Linked DNA regions of Mus musculus: region 1 is linked to region 2. Evidence: chromatin contacts called from public promoter capture Hi-C data. All regions are on one chromosome and are shown on one strand. The core of a region is the stretch at or near the end of the contact, and the rest is flanking DNA. Distances in the headings are between cores, read along the strand shown. Region 1 holds the start of Large2 (LARGE xylosyl- and glucuronyltransferase 2). Region 2 holds the start of C1qtnf4 (C1q and tumor necrosis factor related protein 4).

Region 1 (4,531 bases), core at 874-3,373, 1.5 Mb before region 2:
GGTCTTTTGTTCTGGGAAGGAAAGAGGCCCTGGAGGACAGAGTGGTCCATCACCTCCCCTCCATATCCCAACAGTGAAGAGCTCATCTCTCTAGGAGAGGGGACTGGGTCCAGCCAGGCTGGCAGCAACAGAGCTGCCTGATTTTTTTTTTTCTTCTTCTAGATCTGGAGGCTGATTAGGCTCCAGAGACAAAGAGCAGAGGTGTGCGCAGGCTTGGCGGGCAGGCAGGAGGCCCCTCCCTTTTGGATTCCTGCCTGGACCTAGTGGCAAGGCTGGGCTGCAAAGGCCTCGGGATAAATTGTGCTGGATCCTCACACCTTCGGTGTGTCCTAAACCATGGGGAGAAGAAAGACCAGTTGGACAGGCCCAGATGAGGACGGCAGAATCCTAGAGAGGGTTCGGGACAGGTCCAAGGTCACAAAGCAAAGAACTGGCTCAAATGGTTGGCAGGAGAGGGGGAGATCTCAGCTCCTAAGGACTAGGCTCACTTGGGCTTTCCTTTCCTTGGAAGACTCCCAAAGGGCTTCTTGAAGGTCCAGCAGATTTTTTCTGCCCTTCCCTCTCACTACCCCACCCACAGTGCTGAAGTTTCGACAGGATCCACATGAGTGACCCAAGTGGGATCAACAGAGTTAGTATCTCCACCAGCTCACCTCTCTTTATGAAATTACCTTGGTCTAGGCTCTGCCTGTGACCCTCCGTGCTCCTTCACATTTTGATTCCCACAACCATTGCTCTGGGTTGAGGGCCACTCTCATCCACCCCTGACCCAGATCCCAACTGCACAGCAGGCTGAGGATGACAATGGAGCACCGGGACTCAAAGCCCTGCACACCAGGGTTTTCTCTTAATTCCTAAAAGTCCAAGAGGCGGCTTTCGGTTTCCATAGCAACCGCTAAAGACCTACAGGCTGATCCTCATCTCCCAGAGAAAGGCATTCCGATCACGGGAGCCAGCCCCAGGCTACTGTTGATGGATCTGCCTCCCTTTATACAACTGGACTTTCCCGCTAAAAGGCCCAGCTTGAGCTGCTGGTGAGGCCCTTACCTTAAAGGGCAGGTCCAAGTTCTCACCCAGTTTCCATACACACATTGAATGCCTGGAATGTGCGTGGAGGTGTGGGAGGTGGGGGCTACCTCCCAGAACAAACAGGCAACTTCAACTTCCCTTGAGGACCTGGGAAAATAAGTAAGAGATGTAGAGAAAACTACATTCCAGGAGGAAGGGCAGGGGCAGGTCTTGAGGTAGAAGACCCGCCACAGCTGGGAGCCTACAGGAGCAGTGAAAGGCTGCCTGCCTAGCAAGTAGCCAAAGGCTATAGGTAGGTTCCTTTCACTCTTCAGGGACAATCTCATCTTGTGTCCTTCGGGTGATGTGAGGATTACCTGAGTAAAGACTTGGCAAACACTTAGCTCAGGGCTTGGCATTCAGTCTGTGCTGAACCGACCGTGGCGGGTCTCCTTCACAGTCCAGAGCTCCCTGCACCCCTACAGGGCAAAAGGCGTGCCGGAGGCCCGCTGAAGGGTGGAGAGAAAAGGGAGGAAGAAATCCAGGCCTTGGAGCCCGGCACAATCACAGCTTTCTAGACAAGAGTGGGGGATGCCTGGCCCTGCCCCAGCGGCAAGGAGGCTCTTGGCCAGCAGGAGGGGAGGTGGCCTTCAAAAGGGCACAGTGCCCGCATCTTCCAGTCTGCTTCTGGGTAGGGCTAAGGGCCAGGGAGGACGCCTGCAGGCTACAGGTGGCCCCAGCAGGCCCAGCCTCCTGTCGTCGAACTGAGCAGGTGTCCCTAACCTCTGGGCCGGACATTCCTATCCCATCCCCACTACCCTCAGCTTCCTAAACTTCCGCGGTGTGTTTGCCAATTCTTTGAGAGTCATCCGTTCCTCCCCTTAGGAATGGAGTCCCAGAGCCAGGAGGGTGCAGGTAGTGGGCACAGGACCACCCTGGGTAGCCGTCCCCAAGGCCTTTAGCCCTCCCCGTGCCATGGTGCAAAACCACCCTAAAAGGGGTTGAAGGTTCCCAGACCGTGCGGTGCAGGGGCGGGGCCCTGCCGGGGGTCTCCCCGCCCCTTCCAGCTCAGCTAAGCAAAGGTGAAACCTGAGCCCAGGTTGGGGGCGGGGCTAGTTCGCGATTCTGACCGGGACCTGACTGCAGGGCGGTCGCAGGAGGAACAGGGCCTTCCCGGAGCCACTGGAGCAGGTGAGGCCAGCTGCTGCGCACAGCAGGGCGAGTAGCCGTCGGGCCCCGCGGTCCAGTGCTCATCTTGCTATGGTCCTTGGTCCGCAGGGTCGGTGATGGAGCCCGCAGCCCGGGGTCGCGCCCCGCCCTGAGTCCCACAGTCATGCTGCCCCGAGGTCGCCCCCGGGCAATGGGGGCCGCCGTGCTGCTGCTGCTGCTGTTGCTAGTGGTTGGCTTCTTCCTGTTCGGCCGGGACCCGGATTGTAAGCGCCGGAGCTGGGCAGGGGAAGAAGGGACCCTGTGTGACCGCTGCCTGCTCACGCCACGTGTCTTTTCAGATGGACTGGGCACAACTGCTACCCTCGATGAAGACCCGTACAGGAGTCGCAACCTCTCCGCCTCCAGCCCGCAGCTTCTACTGCCACCCAAGTGCGAGGTAGTTGTGCCAAGTGCTGCCATCCCCGAGGTTCCTGGCCAGTCCAACCATCTGGGCATTTGTGGGAACCACAGCACCTGACATGTAGCTACCCAGCTGGGATACCAGAGGACGCTTGCAACGCACGCCCCCCACTCCTGTTCTAATTCCTCACTTATGAAATTGAGGCGTTGCATCTAGGCACCCCTTCTCCCCATCCCCACCTCCGCTCGGATGCCAGGTGGGGCTACACTGTTCTAGACCAGGATGGCTAAGCTAGCTAGTAGAAGTTGAGGGCCGCTGCTGACCTAGGTGTCCCCTCCCCAGATGTTGCATGTGGCTATCGTGTGTGCGGGATACAACTCCAGCCGAGAGATTATTACCCTAACGAAGTCCCTGCTATTCTACAGGTACAGACAGGCCTGGATGAGGGTCAAAAACCTGCCCGTAACAAAGCCCCACTGTTCTGAGTTTCCTTTCTTATGAAGGGGGCCACCAGAACATTCCCAAGAGCTCCTTGTAGCAGACAGGGCTTCCTCCCGTGGGGAGAATCCTGTATTGTTCCCGCACAGCCATGTTAGGCTAACTTTCTCCACCCAAAAGGAAAAATCCGCTGCACCTCCACCTGATAACTGATGCCGTAGCCAGAAACATCCTGGAGACACTCTTCCGAACATGGATGGTGCCAGCGGTGGTGGTCAGCTTCTATGATGCGGAAGAACTCAAGGCAGGAAGAACTCTGCGCTCGTGCTCAGCTAGGCCCACCTTCTTCTTCCTTTCAGCAGTGGGTGGTGGGAGAGGAAAAACTCTGTCCTACTAGACCTCCTGGAGCTGAAATCTTTCATCCTTTGGGGGGGGGGGGGCGATGGCTACGTCCTGCTGTGCCACTTGCTATGTTATCTCTACCCCCGCCCCCTCCGGACAGCCCCTGGTCTCCTGGATCCCCAACAAACACTACTCTGGCCTCTATGGGCTAATGAAGCTAGTACTTCCCAGCATCCTGCCTCCCAGCCTGGCCCGAGTCATCGTCCTGGATACCGACGTCACTTTCTCCTCTGACATTGTGGAGCTCTGGGCACTCTTTGATCATTTTTCTGGTGAGACACCTGCAACCTTGCCCTAGCCTGCCCCTTCCCCAGCTTCCCCAGGCCACTGCTCTGGATAAGCCCAGAGCCCACATCCCCAGGCAGCTCCCTTCCACCCTCCCCTCCCAGACAAGCAGGTGGTCGGTCTCGTGGAGAACCAGAGCGACTGGTACCTGGGCAACCTCTGGAAGAACCATAGGCCCTGGCCTGCCTTGGGCAGGGGATTTAACACAGGTGGGACAGTGGTGAGGGAGGCAGGATTGGGTGGGCTGTGGGCCTCAGGGGTGGGGTGGGCACAGAATGCTAGGAAGCCCTCCCAAAAGAGCTCTGCCAGTGCTTTGGACCAGACCGTGGGTAAAGAGAACTCACCTAACTTTTGTGTTTGTACCAAATGGTGGTGCCAGCTCTTTGTTCCCTTTGAGACTCTGTTTTCCCATCCACATAATGGGAAGAGTTGAGATAACCCTGACGTGGGGAGGTTTCTGTGAGCTGAGGAGTATATACAGCTCCTCTGTACCCAAGGGAATTATGGACAATTGCATCTGAACCATCAGAAAATATAGTCCCGTGTTACCAGTTTGGACGTATTCTGAGGGATTTGCCATTAGGCAATTTTGTTGCTGTGCACACACCAGAGGGTGTGTTTACACATACCCAGATGGGCTAGCCTACTCTTCTCCAGGCTGTGGTGTGGCCTGGGAACACCCAGCATGTTACTGGGTTGAGTGCCTACTGACAGCCAGGCAGCTGTAGTTCAATGGCAAATGTCTGTATAGCTGAAACTGGAAAAGGCATGGAGGAAACGTACCAGGTAGAAGTAGGTTGGTTGGTCGGTTTGACAAGGACTCATGCA
Region 2 (4,724 bases), core at 919-3,418:
GGCTCCTGTGGGAAGGAGAGAGTCATGGCTATTGAGGCTTGGGAGGACAAAATAAAATTCTGGTAGTGCTCTGGCAGGATGGTGAGGTCATCAGCTTCATTTGGGAGTGGCAGACACTTAGACCTAGATATGGGACTTGGAATGAACTGCAGGCACTCGGACACTGAGTCGTGCCCCGGTCACCTTAGGCAATTTTTTTTTTGTTTTGTTTAACTCTCTGAGTAAGGCTTCATCCGTGTAAATGGCACAATGGAGGGCCACACAAACTGGTGCTAAGCATACGCCACCCAGACAGCAATTGTGAGCATGGTCTGTACTGGGACATGGTACTGGGACAGACCTAGAGGCGACTGTTCTTTACCCCTGGGGAAAGCGATATGGTCAGGTTCTTGACATGACAAGGTTAGAGCCTCAGTAAATGGAGAGCTTGGGGAAGCATTATCCAGTCCCTGGGAGTCACTAATGCTGGGATTCTGTCATGCTTTAACGTGGACTCCAAGGTGGAGGCAGGCAGGCAGGAAGCTAGAGACAGACAACTCGGGGCAAGAGCTTTTCTGGGAAGTACCCTGAAAGTGTGTGTAGCCTTGAGTCTCTTGCAGATTCCGGGGGTTGAGGGGCTGCTGAGAGCGGCCAGGTCCAGCTGTGCAGCTGTGGCGCACTCCTGGATGTTCGCCTGCAGTCCACTGCCCAGCTGTCAGAATAAACTGCACTGCCATATAATTCTCACAAGAAAGACCTCAAGTCCAGCTGAACGCTGACTCCTTCCATACTTTTCTGACTCTCTGTCCTATGGGTTATGGGGTGAGGGTAGGGAGGAGGGAAAGGGTCCATCCATAGTAGTGAGAACTACACCTGAGAAGTGTCCGGTCCACTCTGTTTCTTCATACAAAGCTCTTTTGGACATATAGATAAGCCCTCTTCCATTTTATGGATGAGAAATCTGGTGCCTAAACGAGGGGTACACGTTTTGGCTCAAGGTCATCCACTGAACTCTTAGCCTTAAACAGAGGGTTTGTTCTTTTTTTCCATTTCAAATCAGTGCGCTTCTCTACCAGCTCTCCCTCTTACACAAAGGTCAATGTGTTTCCCGCCTCAGTGACCCCTTTTGCAAAACCAGAAGAGACAAGGGAGCGAAGGAGGAAGCAAACAAAGGCAAGCACAGCCTCTGTCATTTGTTTGCTGAGAGGTGGGAGCTCTCCCTCTGCCCGGCAGCTTTCCTGGCAGGTCTTCGCTCGAAGCTCCTGCCCACCTTATCCTTTGCCACCTCCCCTCTAAGTCAGATGAACCCACCAGTGCCAAAGGTTCTTGTGTGTCCAATACCCTTCCTACCTTCCGTACTCCACTGCACATGCCCCTGAACCCTGGATCCTTTCCTCTAACAATCCCATTCCCCAGCAGGTCAGAGGAGGATGGTAAGGCGTCAGGTGGGTCTCAGAGCTCCAGGAAAGGAAATGGCTGCACAAAGCTCTGTCCAGGTGAAGCTCAAAAATAGTCATCTTCAAAGAGGAAAACTGGGACAGAGCTGGATAGACCCAGAGCCATAGAACCAATGGAGAAGGTGCAGCGATGTCAGACTAAGGGCATCTCCAAGCCCCTAGCGCCTTGTTCCCATATCCCAGTTAACACTGCTTTCAAACCGTGCCAGAACCCCCCTGTATCTTCCTTGAAAGTCCGCATCCTTCCAAGAATGTGAGCCCCACTTTTACAGAAGCAGTCAATAAGTCCCTTCTCGTGGGGAAAAATGCCCCATTAAGGGGTCCCCGCAAGCCCCTTTTCCATTATCCCTGCCCTCCACCCCTCCCTCTGAAGTAAAAGCCCCTGAGCCTCTTTCATGAAAAAGCGCCCAGGTCCTCCTTTCCAGGAAAAGGGACCGGGTCCCTCGTGCCTCCCGCCGCCCCCGCTCGCATAGAAGAGAAGCCTGCGCCCCCGCCTCCTCCGGGCTGCCCTCACCTGGCTGGTGGCGGGCGGGTCGGCTTCGGTCCCAGCCGGCTATCCTGCTCGGTGAGGACGCCGGGCTACACACTGGTCGCCCGCGCTGCGGCTTGACCGGGCCTCCAGGGGTGGCGGGGGTTTAGCCGGCGACGAGTGGGGACCCCGGCAAGGGAGGCGTGAGCAAGTGGGAAGGACAGCAGAAGCTGAAGCGGAGAAACGCAAGGGCGGGGAGCAGGGGAGGCGGAGGGGAGAGCGGAGGACGAGGGAGGGGCGCCGAGCAGTTGGGCCTGGGGCACCGCACCGAGCCTGCGCTGAGCATGGGACCCTTCCTCATTCCTGGATCCTGAGCGTTACCCACCGGGTGCCGCGCTCAGGCGTCATTGATCCAAGTTAGCAGGTGGGGAAACCGAGGCCGCTAGAGAGGCCACCCTAGGGTGGCCCAAGGCATCCTACAGACCAGCTTTCTGGTTTGTGTGGGGAGAGAGGACTCGGGCAAGGCATGGACTGTGCTGCAAGCAAGGACAGTAGGAGGTGAGATTTTGTATGGGACAGATGTCCACGCTGAGTGGCCTTGGGGGGAAGGTCTGAGGGAAGAGAATGATAAATGGGTCAATGTCCTTAGTAAAGTAAGAGGTGAAAATGCCCCACTTTTCCTTCCTCACTTCTGAGTCTGCAAATGCCCCTCCCCCTGCACCTCGTGCGTGTGCTAGCAAGGCTGGAGGAAGGACAAAGCTGCAGACATCAGCACATCAGCTTGAGACCCTCTGAGAAGAACAAAGAAGGTGCAGGATCCTTGGGACGTACTGAATTTTTCTTTTCCGGAAAAGGTTGAGAAGGGCAATAGGAGGTCCCCGTGTGGGGCATGGACTTTCTGGGGAGCTATGCCCACACTCGTAGGAGTCCAACAACACCTCAGGGGCTGAGATCAGCATCTCCTCCACGCCCCACGCCCCCCCTCACCCTCACAGGCTCGCAGAAGCCCTGGCCCTCAGGAGCTTTCCTTCTGGAATTCTCCACATACCTGGCCCCAGTTACTGGAGTATAAATTACCCATGGAGAAGTGATGAGCTTGGGCAGTTCCTCCACGCTGTTGGGTACAAGGAGGCACAAGGCAAAGTGCCTGCCTAGCCCTTGCCAGATCACAAATGTCTCCTTCTCCTTGAAAGCTGGGGAGGGGGGCACTCCAATGGGCAGGGCACTGAGGGTGGGATGAGTCCCACAGGGAAAGGCCAGGAGCCATCCTGTGACACCTGTGGTCCTCCTTAGGCACTGGACCTCTTATTCAGGGCAGGAAGGTGTGGGAGGGAGAGAGGCAGGACATTTGAATCCCAACTGGGGCTGGAAGACATTTGACACTTAATATGGAAGAACTCTCAACAAAGGAATCAGGGTGGGCTGGTAATGGGTAGATAACATGGCAGCCAGCAGGGCCTTGGGAAGGGAGAGGCCAGGGAAGGCATGATGGGGTGCTGGTGGGTGTGGGGGTAGTTAGGAGTGGAAGAGCCACAGATATACCAGATAGGAAGTTAGGAATCATCAGGGCTCAGAGAAAAGGGCCCAGGCTAAGTTGTAGTCTTTGCTTACTCCTACCTGGTTCAAACTGCAAGTGCTGGCAGTGCTGTGCCCTCTCACCCAGGATGCCTCCCTAGCCTGGATGTTACCTGCACACATTTTGGCCCCAACTCCCATTTGCATCTCTCTCCTGGAGCATTCTTGGCTGTGCAGTTAAATAAGGCCAGAGTAATGGAAAGCTAGAACCCTCTAGCAACCCTCAACTAATGAAGGGTAGGGGCTGGGAGTGAATACTGCAGCTTCCTGGTTCCTCAGGAGGAACTTCCTATACCCAGTTCCAAGATGTGTTCTAGGAGAATTAAGAAACCCTTTTAGAGGCTGGAGAGATAGTTCAGGGATCAGGAGTACTGGCTGCCCTTTCAAAGGACCCGAGTTCAATTCCCAGCACCCACATGGCAGGTCACATCTGTCTATAACTCTAGTTTCAGTGGAACTGACACCCTCACACATACTACAAGCAGGTAGAACACCAATGAACATAAAATAAAACAATAATTAAAAGAAAGAAACACCTTTAGTGACAACTTAGTAACATCTGCATGCTTTAGTTTCCTTCTTTCCTTTCAGGACCCACCTGTTTCCTGGAATTACCTCCTAAATAACTATTCAAACCTAAATTCATTCACTCATTCTCTCTGTCTCTGTGTGTGTGTGTAAATTTCTAAAGATTCTATTGTGTCATGTGATGTTTTTCTGGAGCAATGATTGAGAGAACACTGATGTTTGGAAAGAGTATACGTATAACCCGACAGACAGTAGACGAGGCTCTGGCATTGGTTCGCCTTGCTTTCTTTGCTGATCTTCATTTGTTGTGACTTCTCAGAGAGTAATGCACTAAAGAACTTCTGGTGGTGATCTAGCTGCTTGTTGCCACTTCATGGGACTCGTGCCCAACGGCAGAGCCTTGACGTTTCTTCTGGATTGAGCCACTGCTGATTCGTGGTTGGTGTGTTGCTAGTGTACTGGCTTGCTGACAATGAAGATTGGAATCTCTCCCAAAGAACTATTGTTAAACAAGTCCCTAACCCCCGTTTCCTATTTACCTTTCTTTCCCCTTCCTCTGGTAGGTTGTGGGCTAAAAGGGAGGTTGAAGTGTTATTAGTCTCTGTATGTATACATACATACATAGGCTGGATTCACTGCTTCATATCATACATGCATGAAGGTACCCACAGAGGTCAGAAGAGGGTATCTGATTCTCTGGAGCTGAAATTACAATT

The links. Promoter capture Hi-C pulls out the DNA fragments that hold promoters and counts their contacts.
Region 1: a promoter capture Hi-C map of embryonic stem cells shows a contact between it and region 2, with 4 times the contacts expected there. The contact joins the promoter of Large2 here to the promoter of C1qtnf4 in region 2. A contact is called at or near these places in 3 of 39 promoter capture datasets (embryonic stem cells, liver and neutrophils).

What each region holds. Positions count from the first base shown.
Region 1 is chr2:92,368,649-92,373,179 of GRCm38.p6, reverse strand. It overlaps Large2 (LARGE xylosyl- and glucuronyltransferase 2), which reads left to right and starts at 2,123. Exons shown (of 15, transcript NM_172670.3): 1 at 2,123-2,199; 2 at 2,287-2,441; 3 at 2,517-2,614; 4 at 2,921-3,003; 5 at 3,197-3,320; 6 at 3,519-3,690; 7 at 3,808-3,912. The coding sequence starts at 2,342.
Region 2 is chr2:90,883,230-90,887,953 of GRCm38.p6, reverse strand. C1qtnf4 (C1q and tumor necrosis factor related protein 4) reads right to left here and starts at 2,168. Exons shown (of 2, transcript NM_026161.3): 1 at 1,951-2,168.